Regions from separate parts of the Zea mays genome. Here region 1 is linked to region 2. A link is a contact called in public Hi-C data. All regions are on one chromosome and are shown on one strand. Each heading gives the region's core, a stretch centred on a gene start, on an enhancer-like site or on the middle of the called end of the contact. The rest is flanking DNA. Distances are from core to core; before and after follow the strand shown.

Region 1 (6,645 bases), core at 2,479-4,978, 200 kb before region 2:
ATTCCTGGTATGTCGTATGCATTATTTAGGATGCTTGGATTTCTTTAGATATAGACAATCTTGGAAATAAATTTCATTTGTAAATCCTTTTCGGATGACATTTGTAATTGTTTATTCTTAAGTTTTCTAGTAAGATGCAATTGCTTCAATATAGACTGTAGTTGTGTCTTGTTGTGTTTAGCTGTTTATTAGTCTATACTACTAGGATGTGTCGAATGATGTATTACTCGGTATCCGACAAAAATATTCACTACCGATGTTATCCGTGTCCGACAAGTTCTGTATTCGACACACATCTATCCGTATTTGCATCCGAGAATATCCGTATTTGTATTCGAATCCGAAGTTATCCGTATTCGAATTCGAATCCGAAGAAAAATATGAAAACAAATATGGTTTCAGTGAAATCCGTTTGTATTCGATCCGATTACACCCCTACCCACAAGATAGCATCTTCTCGAATGTGTTGTAGAATGACAGTGCTGCTAGGGGATGACCTTGTCCTTAGTTGTTGGGGCGAAGCGAAGGTTTCACTTCGAAAGTTTCTAGGAAAACATCTTTTCTTAATGTTAAAATAGTTCCTAGCCATTTACTAGTGATTTTTTGTATTGTGTGGCCCGGAAAACAGACATACACTTTGTCAAGCAGGCAACAGGATTTTGCAAATTTGTAATAGCAGATAAGAAATTTGTCCCATTTCTATATGCACAGATCTCAAAGTAAAATCACTAGTAGTAAAAGTGGGAGCCTGTCAAGGTAAAAAAATAAGCATGACCATTATTGGAAAGCAAGATAAAGATTGATTTAAGGGGAAGTGGCATTGAAAGCATGGTTTAATACACAGTTACAATATCAATAGTTTTTCAGGCATTGAGAAAATGTCAAATTTCCATGGTCTTGACATGGGCACAAATGGAGTTAACTTCTCTGGTCAGTATTATATTTTACTCCCTCTGTATCAAAATAAAATTCATTTTAGGCCAATGATGGATTCATCAAAGACTTGATGGATGTATTTTATATGTGTCTACGAGGGGATTTTTTTTTAACCACGGCCTGAAAATTCCCTCCCACGAGGAGTCGAACTCAGAACCTAAGGAGTGCTACTCAAACCACCTAACCGACTCGGCTAGAGGCCCTTTCGCAACTTTAGGCATTAAGATGACAAGATTTTAAGCAATAAACTAAGTTTTTCCATCTAGATTAAGCATGCATTTTGCCATTAGCATTAAGATTGTACTTTTGCCTATAAGTTCCATGCATGCCAAATGGTAACATTACAAACAATATGCAAATTTGGTGTATAATTTATATGGATTGAAATCAAACAAAATGAATTAATTCAATAAACCAGATGCTAAGAACAAACATAGCATTGCATTCATATTCAGCTTCTGTGAACAAAAGGCATACCATAATAGCCTCAATCTCTTCTTCAGTCAGAGGTTTACGCTTAGGAAGGAGTGAAGCTTGACCTCCTACAGCAGTATGCGACGGTGGGGAAGGCACATCTGAACTAAAGCGGTAATTTTTAATCCCTCCAGAAGATGGTGCCTCTGCTTTAGCCCCTATGAAAGAAACATATTGTTATGCGGACTATTTTCCTTCAGAATTATGAGATGATTAAATAAGCATTCGACACACCATATGCATTCATCCCCCTAGCAATATAAGTACTACCAACAATTCAAAATGTAAACAGAAGTAAGGTTATTCGTGGTAATAGTCATAGATCTCACATGGACAAGTGTATCTGTGCATGTTATTCAAATTCACAAAACATCCAGATATAGCACTCTATAAATTCATAGTAAGAAATTATTGAAGGGTATTTGTGCAAGGGGAAACAGGGTTGGGGAGGCATAAATGCATCATGCAACATTCAGTATATGTTATTCAAGTGTGTCAAAAGATTTGACAAGCCAACAGTTGGTTACTTTGAGCAAATTTGGGGACAGTTTGTTTTGGTGGGAAATTTTGGCTAGCTTTTAGTTCATTTGATGGCCAAGGTCACCAAAATCAGGGCCACAAACTTGGTGACCATAATTTTGGCTAGCAAGCTAAACTTTGGCCTGTTTAATAGGTGGCAATCTTGGGTGCAAAATCAAACAGAACATAAGATGCTGGGTTGAGATCAGATGAAGGTGTACACAGCAAGCAAACAAGTGGCTATGCAAGACTGCAAGGGACCTATGTATAATTAGAAACACCCAAACACCAAGTTGCAACAAATGAGGCTGGATGCTCTAGTGCAACCTCAGCACAAAGGGAATGCTAGATGAGGAAGATTGTTTTTTCCAGATTTTTAGTTTTGGAACTGGTTCTAATAATCTGAAATTTCAAGGGCAAAAGGTTGATAACTGAAAAGTTAACGGCAGTAAGAGCATTCTGAGACAGAGTGTCCTCTATAAACCAAATACTCCCTCCGTCCCAAAATATTAGTCGCTTTAGCCTTTGATTTTTATGTCTATGTTCAAATGGATGATAATAAATCTAGACAGATATATAAAACAAATACATTAATTATTGTATGAATCAACTAAAAAGGTAAAACGGATTTTATTTTGGGACGGAGGGAGTATTTAAAAAGATCAACTGAGCACTAGTAGCCATACATCTGAACACAGCACAGTTCTTATGACAAATGACCACCCAACACAACTAAGAACTTGCTCTGAAGTCTGAACACAATATAGCTCTATGAATCTGACATACAGAACCGCTCATTATTTGTTAAGGACATTAAGAATTTGTCTCACTACCACCTATCCCAACTATAACAAAAAATTTAATAGGCGTCAATAAACAAAAAAATAGTGTAGACACTTGCTATAACCAGCAGTGACCATAGACCCGAATGATAAAGCTCAACCCTTCCTTTTTGCAAGCAAAGCCCACAGAAAGCAAACTAGAGCTGCAAAACAATGCAGTTGAATGAATCATACACAAATCACCACAAGCAAGTCCGGGTCCCATCTGTTAAGTTAAGGCCCTTATAGATCTCTGGTCCAAACCTCCCATCTTGGCATCTGAATTCCAAATCTACACACAGTTCCTACTAGCAGTAGTGAACACATAAACATAAGTATGGTTCCATTTGGCTTGCACCATTCATCACCCTAGGCCACATCTCCACGTTCCTTCCCACATACATATGCCACAAAATCGATGCAACTCAATGTAGGGATCAACGAATTCGTGCAGAATAAAAGACGTAACTAGGCGTGTGCACACTCACAAATCACAAGGCGTGTGCACACTCACAAATCACTACTCAAATCAAATTAAAAAGGCGAGCCGAATTCACCCAAGTACTGCTTCGCTGAGCAAAATTCTAAGCGATCTGGTTCTTACCCAACCGGGACATGAGGGTCGCGTGCTGATCTGCGGGTTGCGACGGCACTGTAACAAAGGAGGAATGAATATTAAATCGAGAATAGGTAGAAACATCGAGAGAAATCCTCCGACAAACTGGACTAGTAAACACTATAGAAGAGGAGAATACTGGGGTAATCAAAACGGAGAGCACCTGGCGCGGATGGGGCTTTCAGATTCCGCTTGGGGAACTTGATCAGAGGGATCCGCGGCATCTCCTCGTCCGGATTGGAGCGACAGAATTTACTGACTTCTTCCGCTCCCTCGCCGGATGTATGCGTCGCCAACGGAGAGGAGAGGCCAAAAAAAAGCAGGGGGGCACACCGCCGCGTCGGGTTGAGGATTGAGGAGTCTAAAGCCATCCTGTTTTTCGTTTAGCTTTTTTCTAATTAGCTTTTCTGAAAATCTAGCTAGGGAGAATCTGGCTGTGAAGAGAATCTGAGTATCATTACAATTACGTATGGAGGAAGATAAAATTGTTCATAGGGCTCAGGATCTCGAAAGTGACGAATTCATACTATTACAACGACTCAATCGATTATGTGTTTATGTTGATTTTGGATGGTTTTTTGCCCAACGAATTTTATAGAAGCTAGCTGAAAAGCTGAGCGTTTGGCAGTCCGCAGCAGCTTTTGGTGGCCAGAAGCTGCCAGAAGCCGAAACAAACAGGGCCATACTCGGGTTCGTCGCTCAACGCTATACTGGAGTCTGAATATTTGGATTTCTTTTGAGATTCTGGTGGTCAAAAGCTGGAAGCTAAGGCTGGCTCCAACAAGACCCTCTAAAGGGTCTTGTACCCTAAATTTAGAGGACGAAGACGTCATCTACTCCCTCCAGCAACGTCCTCTAAACGGTCCTCTAAATTTAGAGAACGTTGTTGAATCCTCTATATGTAGAGTTTCTCTAAACGGTTCTCTATCTATTTAAATACTTTAAACAACCGGTTTAATAAAACTAAAATATGTAAAATATATTTGAGAGTATGATAAATACGTATGTACAAAAATTAAAAAATTAAAAATATTTTTAATATAGGTATTTATATATAGAGGACGTGATTTAGAGGACGTTGTTGGAGAGAAAGTAGATATAGGAGATGAAATCTTTTAGAGAATACTGTAAAGGACGGATATAGAGGATGTATATAGAGGACGTTGCTGGAGATAGTCTAAACTACCAGTTTCTCATCCGGCTTCTAGAGCAAGCTTCGGGCCGAAGCGGCATCAAATACTTGTAGTGAAGTACCACCTGACACATGTTATTTTGTTACTAATACTATCGAATGTGCCATCTTCGGTCAATGTTTTTCTTTAATGAACCATAGCAATATGAACATATCATTTTCTAATTACAAGCTTGTAACACCCAAAATCCTATTTAGAGTTTCATAACTTATTCTCCCAAGAGATTAAGAATCAAAAATTCATAAATATGATTTCCTTACCTTTCAAATATTTTTCTTCCTAAAATAAATAAGTTGTAATGTTGATAGTTAAAGAAAATTTTGAGATCTAAACTTTCAAAGTAAAATTCAAACTAAAGCCTAGACAAATAGAAGGATTCCTTTAAATTATTATTGATGGAAATAATATCTGTTATGAATTATGTGTTTATAACATTAAATCATCTATTAACAGATGTTATTCCTTAGAAATTATTTTCTTAAAATGAATAATAATGATTAGTTTGTGTGTATGAATTATATATCTCAAAACATTTGCCTAAATGGATATTATAAATAAAGGACTTATTCCTTTTATGAATATTAGTTGTGAATAAAATAATTGAACAATACATAAACAAACTTATACTTGCATCATGCTGGATCTTTACTTGCTTGTGCATTTAAAAATCTTGAATTAGAAATCTAAAAAGGAAATAGAGAAAAGAAAATAAAGAAGAAAAGAAAAACATAAAGTAAAAAAGGAAAGGAAATGACGCTTGGGCTAGGGATCTCCACCCCGCCGGCCCAGCAACCATACTCAGCCGACCCACCTTGACCTCACGTCCTCACCGCACAAAGCCCACTCCATTCCCCATTCTTTTATTTTATTTTCCTTCTGTCCTTTCTGGTGTCGCTTACGTGCGGGCCCCATTGGTCAGCCATCTCTTCCTCGCGACACCTACACAGAATGGGGATCTCCTAGCTGAATTTTGATGGCCGCGCCATCCATCTCGGGAGGGTCCTCCGACCGATCTTCTCACCTCGAAGTCTGTGCGCACTCGAGAACTCGGACACCGTCACGTGTGCTGCACCTGGCGAGTTTATCCCCTACCGAAGATTCACGCGACTGTTTCGAAGAGGTCGGATCGGCCATGGCCATAGATACGGTGCTGGCTATCTCCCTCAAGCTATGGAGAGAGGGTTCGTCGGTGGGTGAGAATGGAAGCCACCGTGGTGTTCCGCTTCCTCACCACCACCCGGGCATGGGCTAGTGCCCGTTTACATTCGCCGGAGTACCACGAACACGTCCATATCCTCCTCGGGCACAAACAGCGATCGGAGGAACGATGATTTCTCACCGTAGTTGGGAATCTGCCATGATCCGCGAGTTGGTAAACATGAAAGGAATATTATCCTAAAGTAAATGATTGATATTAATTTCTAAGAAAGGTTTAAAATCAACTAAATGATTATTCATTAAATGATGCATTATATGTATTTTATACCAATGAATATGTGGGGTTACAGTTTAATAAAGAGTCATAATTTAAACTTGGGACGTCAAAGTATAAATGAAAATAAAATAGAAAATAAGAAAAGGGGATTTAATGAAACTATTTAATCCTTCCCTAAATAAATAACAAGGAAAATAATAAATAATATTGAAAATAGTAGATGTCATATTCACATTAGTTTTAGCTTTTGCACTGGGAAATTTGAAGTTGAATCAGTTTTGAATTTGAAATAGGAATCTGAAAATGTCAAGGAAACTAAAACAAGAAATTTAAAATAGAAAAAAAAAGAAAAGAGAAGAGCAATCCCGCGCTTGGGCGAGATCACCTCCCACTTGGCCCAAGGTATTCCGCAGCCACTCCACAAATCCTACACTACCGTGCGGCCCAACTCCCTTGCCTGTCACGCGCTCTCTAGCGTGTGGGGCCCTGTCGTCATCACCCACATCTCAATCAAATCGTAGCCGAGTCAGCGTGCATGGCGGGTGTGGATCTGAGCTTGGCGCCTGGTGGCCACCCCCCTTCTGGGATAAAAGCAGGTCCCTCCGCGACCTTCTCCCTGCGGGCCGCTCAACCAAAGCGCGTGGCAGCAAG
Region 2 (7,468 bases), core at 474-2,973:
CGGTGACGTTCGTGGTCGTTTTGCTTGGTTGTTGGGCTCGCCATGGGAAGGCAACGACGCCGTGGATTAGTCAGAGGCAGAGGTTAGTGAGACTGGGGCCAGGAGAGGGAGGGAAGAAGCGTCGTTGTCGCGGTTGAAAAAGCGCAGCCAGTGAGACGAAGACGAGACCACCGTAACATCACATCCTCCCAACCGTTCCGTCCCGCTTTCCCGGACGTTAACCATGGTCTATCACCAATCCTTTTGCAGGGACACAGTAGACAGTAACCAATTACGCCTGTACTGTATGCAAAAATTTGACCTGCCTAACTATATCCTCGTCCTCGGGATACGTGTTGGTAAACTCGATGGAATTAAAAACTCAGGTAACGGAGACCGACCTATATATGCTACGAACTGCATGCAAATCTCTCGTTTCTTCCACAACCACAGCACGGGGGTCAGGTCACAGGCCAGGCGACAAAAATTTTTTGTTGGTTACTACGTCTTTGTGTGGAGCAGATAGCAGAGGGGGATAATTGCCAAGAAAATTTGCTACTACGTCACAGCAATGGCCACAACTTGATCGTCACAACAGCAGATTCGAGCACACCAAATTCATATTCATCTTCATTAGAACGTTACTCACGGTTCCAAACCGAAGTGAAAGCACTGTCCCAAGTCTTGACATCTAGCGAGCAGGGTGCTCCTCCTACTTAGGAAGAATCAATCAGATTCAGGACCTAGTCAGAGGAGATTATTACAGACACAGAGGGCTTCAGATGCCATCTCATTCGCACCGCTATTTACGAAAGATTATGATCTAAGTAACAGCGCAAAAAGGCAAAAAGTGAAAGAAGATGCTAATTGGCTGAGCTGCACTGCACAAGAGACCTAATTAACATCTCGATGATCTACAGAGTAACATAGCCCATCTGATGGATCATCGTCCCTCCCTCCAGGCTCCAGCCTAGTAGCAGAGTTGTAACAAGGCCAGTCCCTTGTTAAAAAAACACAACAAGAATTTAAGCCTCTCCCTGACTCCGATCCATCGACGGCCTCCATCTCCACCGATCCAGACCAAACATCAAGAAAGCAAGCGACAAACCTACAGGCATGGACAAGATCTGAATTCAAGGAGCCGGTCCAGCGAGGACATGCTCAGGCCGGTATCAGCTTTGGGTCTCCGAGCTCTCGAGGATGCTCTCGAGGCGCGGCCGCCAGCCGGCCTTGTTGTCGCCAGCGAAGGAGCCACCGCCGCCGCCAGCTCCCTTAGCAGCCTGCATGTGCTGGAGCACGTCCTCGAGGCGCTGCTCGCCGCTCTTGAGCTGCGCCATGAGCCACTCCAGCTCGCCGCGCGTCAGCACGATCTTCACCTTGAGGCCCTCTGCGGGCGCCGTCACCCCCGGAGCCACGGCCACCACCTCCTGCACCAGCTGCTCGGAGACGGAGTGCATACCCACCACCTCGTAGCCGTCCTCCTCCTCCTCCCGAAGCAGCTGGCTTATCCTTCTTATCTCCGAGAGGCTCTCTTCCTCCTCCGGCAAAAGCATGCCCCGGTGACTCCGCTTGGAGGCCGTGTTGAGGCAGTTGCCCATGGCTTGGCTAACGGACGGAAAGGCAAACGACGACAACCACAGAAGAGGTGCGAGGGGCCTTCCTTTGGTTGGTGTGTAGTGACTAGTGAGCAGTAGTAAGGAAGGTGAGTGAGCAGAGAGCAGGGGTGGCTGGTTTGTTTGCCTAAGAGATGGGAGGCGCGGCCGCACGGGGCGTTTTATAACGCCGAGATCTGGTGGCTGGTGGTGGCGCGCGCGCCTGTAGCCGCCGTGCGTGGTGGCATGGGGTCCGCGTCAAAAGGGCAATGCAGCGGCGAAAAGGGCCGGGGGATAGCATGCATCGACAGCGTGGTGGTGCGTGCACATGGAGGGGTCGCCTGAGGCACCGGCACGAGGCTTTTCCTAATCATACCGGCCCATCTGCTGCTGGCTGGTCCCGCTCCGGGTCCAGGCCGGTCGGTCGTTTGGCAATGCAAAGGCGAGTGGTCGAGGGAGCTTTGTTTCCTTTGGTTAGCGTCTAGGTCACTAACGCGCACATACCACAACTCCGTCGCGCCCCGGGCTCTGATTATAGGTTGGCACGCAGTGCCGGCAATTCCAGGCACAACTGCCTGCCGGACGCATGCTGCGCGCGCTGTGCGCTCAGTATGTGGTCCCCTACAATACACCGAAAAAGGAGACTATAGCAGATAACCTCGCAATTTGCCGGGCACTAGAGTAAAACGCTACAAATCCGATAGCTCCCTTATGTCCGACGGCTGCTTATAAGAACGTCGGACATAAGCTTATGTCCGACGGCCTCTGGCAGCCGTCGGACATAATTTATAATATCCAAGGGCTAGCAGGCGGACCGTCGGACATAAGCTTATAACCGACGATCTCCTAGGGGGCCGTCGGAAATAACAGATTTTAACCGACCCCCGCGCCCGCGTCGGTTCATTTCTCTCTCTCTCCCGTCGCTCGTGCGTAGCCGCCGCCGTCGCCGAGCAGCCGCCGCCGTCTCCCGGCACGCCGCCCAAGCTTCTCCCGGGGACCTCCAGCCCCGTCCCGACGCCCAGCCCGTGCCCGATCCTCTGTCCACGTCGAACGACAACTCCACCGCCGTCCAAGCAACACCGGAGCCACCCCGACGCCGCCCACGGCCGCCGGAGCCTCTGCCCCCTTCCCCGACGCCACTGGCGCTCGCCCCGACCCCGCCGGCGCTCGCTTCACCGGCTAATCATCCGGCAAAGTGAGCAATTTTATAATGTTTAGTATAATTTTGTATATGCATATATATTGTTTGGTAGTAGTAATGTTTAGTTTTGTTATGTCCGATGGCTTAATTTAATTATGCAATTAAATTAGCTTGTTTTAATTTATTTATTAGCGGTATATAATTTAAACTTTTAATTTCCGAGGGTAATTATTAAGCCCTCGGAAATAAGGTTGTTTTATTTGATTTAGGGTCCAGTGAAATGATTTTTTTGTAGTGCTATTGTATTAGTGTGGTTAATTAGTAATCATAACTAATTAAGTTAACGTCTCGTATCTAGTATGGAGGAGGATCGTCGATGGATGTATGAAGGTTGGAAGAAAAGAGGTGCTCTATCAAGTGAGTGGGTTGCCAAGACTCATGCTTTTCTCGACCGTGCTTTTGCTCGGTCAGAGACTGGAGCCGATGTTAGGTGCCCTTGTAGCAAGTGTCAGAACATTAATTTCCTTGACAGGAGGACTATGTCGATAGATATTTGCAAGAACGGTTATGTGCCAGGCTATGAGGTGTGGGTGCACCACGGTGAGGACCCACCTCGTATTGTATCGGAATTTCAGTCACATGAAGAGGGGGACTACGATAGGATGGAAGAGATGCTTGACGATGTACGCCATGAGATTCTAACCGTCGATTCGGAGAACCCCGGTCAACCCATCGATTATGAGGATCCAGCTACACCTGAGGTTCAGAAGTTCTTCAAGCTCCTTAAAGCTGCCGAAGAGCCGTTGCATGAGCACACGAAAGTGACTGTCCTTGTATTTGTGACTCGACTTATGGCTATTAAGTCTAAGTTTACATTCTCAAACAACTGCTACAAGGAGCTATCGAACTTGATCAGTGATGTACTTCCGGAGAATCATAAGATGCCAAAGGACATGTATCAGTCCAAAAAGTTGCTCTCTGGGCTCGGTATGGACTACGAAAAAATCGATGTTTGTGAAAATAATTGTATGCTTTTCTGGAAGGAGTCCGCGAGTGAGAAGAAGTGTACTGTATGTGGTGAGCGTAGATTCGTTGAGGTTGAAAATGACGATGGTTTGACCGTGACGACGAAGATTGCACGTAAGTAGCTTCGTTACATGCCTCTTATACCTCGGTTGAAACATTTGTTCATCTCCAAAAATACAGCCAGACACATGAGGTGGCACAAAGAAGGGGTACGTGAGAATCCAAATGTCATGGCACACCCAGCTGATACAGATGCATGGAAGACACTAGATGCTTTTGATTCCAGCTTTACTGATGAAGTGTGGAATGTCCGCTTTAGTTTAGCAACAGATGGTTTCTCGCCTTTCAATCTAACTGCAACGTCCTACTCATGTTGGCCCGTCTTTGTTGTTCCATACAACCTTCCACCAACTCTTTGCATGAAATATGAATTTATTTTCTTGTGTCTTGTAATACCTGGTCCGGATCATACTGGAACAAAGATCGATGTGATGATGAGACCACTCATTGAAGAATTGAAAATTTTGTGGGAAGGAGTCGAGGCGTACGATTGTTACAAGAAACAGAAGTTCAACCTGAGAGCCGCATTTTTGTGGTCTATTCACGATTTTATGGCTTATGGTATCTTTGCTGGATGGAGTTGTCATGGGATTTTGACATGTCCGATATGCGTTGAAGACACTTTATGCTTTCGACTAAAGTTTGGTGGAAAGATATGTTACTTCGATTGCCATAGATGTTTTTTGCCAGAAGATCACTCGTTCAGGTTCGATAGGAACGCTTTTAAAAAGGACACGATTGTGACGAGGGGACCACCCAAGCGTCTTAGTGGTGCAGAGATTCTCGCAAGACTTAATGATTTGAAACTAAACGAACATGGAAATCGTTTTGAAGGTTATGGAACCGAGCATAATTGGACTCATAAATGTGGTCTATGGGAACTCCCTTATATGAAAGCCTTGATTCTAATGCATAACTTTGATGTGATGCACCAGGAACGAAATATGGGTGAAAGCATTATCAGCACTTGCATGAATATCACTGACAAAACAAAAGACAACCCTAAGGCTAGAAAAGACTTGGCCTTAATCTGTAGAAGACCAACTATGGAGATAGGAGAGAACCAGAAGAAGCCACATGCTCCTTTCAGTATTAAACCTACAAGGAAGAAACAATTGATGAAATGGTTGAAAAACTTAAAGTTCCCAGATGGTTACGCCGCGAGCTTTAGAAGGTTTGTGAATTTGAAGACGGGCAAGTTTTCTGGGTTGAAGAGTCATGACTACCACATAATAATGGAAAGACTCCTTCCTGTTATGTTTCGTGGTTTTGTAAAAAATGATGTCTGGAAAGCATTAGCGGAGCTAATCTACTTTTATAGACATATTTGTGCTAAAGAAATAAAGAAAGAGATGATGGAGAAGCTTGAGCAACAAATATCGATTTTGGTATGCAAACTTGAAAAAAATATTTCCACCATGTTTCTTTAATCCGATGCAACATCTACTTGTTCACCTACCATACGAAGCTAAGGTAGGAGGCCCTGTGCAATATAGATGGATGTATCACATCAAAAGGACACTAAAGAAGCTACGTGCAATGGTTGGTAATAAGAGACGAGTTGAAGGGTGCATCGCTGAAGAATTCAAATACAAAGAGATAACATCGTTCACGGGCCAGTACTTTGCAGAGGAACACAATGTCAATGCCCCTACGTTGTGGTATCATGTCAACGAGCTCCCTATCAGTGATATTGAAATTTTTCAATAGAGGGGCAAAACTGTAGGACCCAACACAACATACTATTTCACCAATGACGAATGGAAGACTGCTTTACTCTACATGTATAACAACATGGAAGAGATGAGTCAGTTTCTCCTGTAAGTGTAAACTTAATTTTAGTCATTGCCTCTACAATATTGTTGTTAAACTAAAAGGTTTGTTTCCTTGTACTAATAGTGAATTTGATTCTCAAAATTGCATCTCTGGCTGTGAACGTGACCAGATTCGTCAAGAGGGAAAAGATGGGGGACCTAATTTCTTGTGTTGGTTTCGAGATTATGTAGATAAAAATGACAATATACACCCAGACTTTCGACAATTATCCCTAGGAGCAGTAACTGCCAGACGTTATGGTCGGTATGATGTTAATGGTTTTAGATTCCGTTCTACAAGGTTCGAAGATGATCATCCTCTAGCAGCCACGACAAATTCCGGAGTTGTAACTAGAGCTGTCGATGATGAAGGGAAGGTGACTAATTATTATGGAGTCATTAATGATACACTCGAGTACAAGTTTTTTGGAGATAAACAACTCATAGTGGTGTTCTTCGATTGTGATTGGTTTTCTCCAAATACAACGTGAGAAAACCAAATGGCATGGTGGAAGTCATTCACAACGATAGATTAAAAGGACACGACACTATAATCCTTGCCCACCAATGCGAGCAGGTGTATTATATGACATATCCATCTAAGAAAAAGGGTTTGGTTGATTGGAGGGTAGTGTACAAAGTTAATCCTCGTGAACGACTATATGCTCCTGGTGATGCTAGTTATGTTGAAAGTCAAATCGAGCAGGAAGTGGGGGCTGTTGAGATTTTCCAAGACAAAGAACTTACCAGCATGTTTAATGTACAAACTGAAATGTTGGAAGAATCTTTATTAGGCGATCAAAATGATGTAGAGGTTCCTCCAAAAAGAAAACGAGTGACGAGAAAGACGAAAGCTACTTAGCGTCCATTAAATCGACGAAAGCAACTAGATCCTGATTTTGATTACGATTATGATTGACGAGTATGAATCATGATTTTATTGAATATTTTATTATTTTATTGTCGATTTATGTACTAACTTGTTTTTGTTAAAATAGGATGTCAAAGAAAATGAGGTATTTTGCTCGTAGTTTGCTTGGGACGAGGAGTAGCTCGAGGAGCAGCTCGAGGGGTGAGGATTCAGTTTTTCAGGGCACAGGTTCTACCATGAGCAGGCGGAGAGCGTTGGCAGAAAATTTGCCTCCACACGATGTAAGGTAGTTGTTAAATTACATTATTTGAGTTACTTAATATTGTATGATGTAAGTTATTTGTTTCATAGGATGCTGAAATTGAGGAACCAGTGGTAGAGGATCATGCAAGAGATGATGCTGAAGATGATGGTGGAGATGATGTGGGAGATGATGCTGGAGACGATGCTGGTAGGTATTCTGCAGGCGGGGATTCTGGGGCTGGTGGAGATTCCGCAGCTGGGTCTGGAACTTCCCGAGTTAGGAGAATGAGGAAGCTACATTTTGTTGGACCACCTCTAGAGCTTCCACCCGAATCTCGAGTTTTGATAAAGCCTAGTGGAAAGTGAGTGACATATCTTTGCTTAAATGTTATTGAAAGTTATGTTTTAGTTTCTACATTGTTTTCTGTTTGCAGGACTTGGATCGACGACTCGTTCACAGGCACAGGACACTACAGGCAGGTGAACATGGTCCTTGGTAATCTTGTTCGTCTGCACTGGCCTGGTCTTGTGACTTTGCCTAGTGGCGAGTCTGTCCCCGCCACCACTTGGGAGCATTATCGCTATGGTGTCTGTAGAACGTTTGGCAACACACAGGCACTAGTTTGGGATGCATTTTGGGTATGAATTGTTTATACTAATTTAGTTATCCCATATATGGTTGCTTTTATGATAACACTAATTTTTTGCAAAAACAGTACAAGTTGCCGGACGATGGATCATA

What was found. A called contact is a pair of places that touch in the nucleus more often than the background predicts.
Region 1: a contact with region 2 is called in a Hi-C map of tassel, with 1.9 times the contacts expected there. The contact joins the promoter of LOC100275762 here to the promoter of LOC100303855 in region 2. A contact is called at or near these places in 6 of 25 Hi-C or Micro-C datasets (bundle sheath, ear, leaf and 1 more) and 1 of 3 datasets of contacts at active chromatin or transcription factors (leaf).

Annotation. Positions count from the first base shown.
Region 1 is chr9:66,748,255-66,754,899 of Zm-B73-REFERENCE-NAM-5.0, reverse strand. LOC100275762 reads right to left here and starts at 3,728. Exons shown (of 4, transcript NM_001352590.1): 1 at 3,530-3,728; 2 at 3,355-3,402; 3 at 1,414-1,568. The coding sequence starts at 3,590.
Region 2 is chr9:66,544,098-66,551,565 of Zm-B73-REFERENCE-NAM-5.0, reverse strand. LOC100303855 reads right to left here and starts at 1,723. Exons shown (of 1, transcript NM_001165472.2): 1 at 584-1,723. The coding sequence starts at 1,577. The coding sequence ends at 1,152.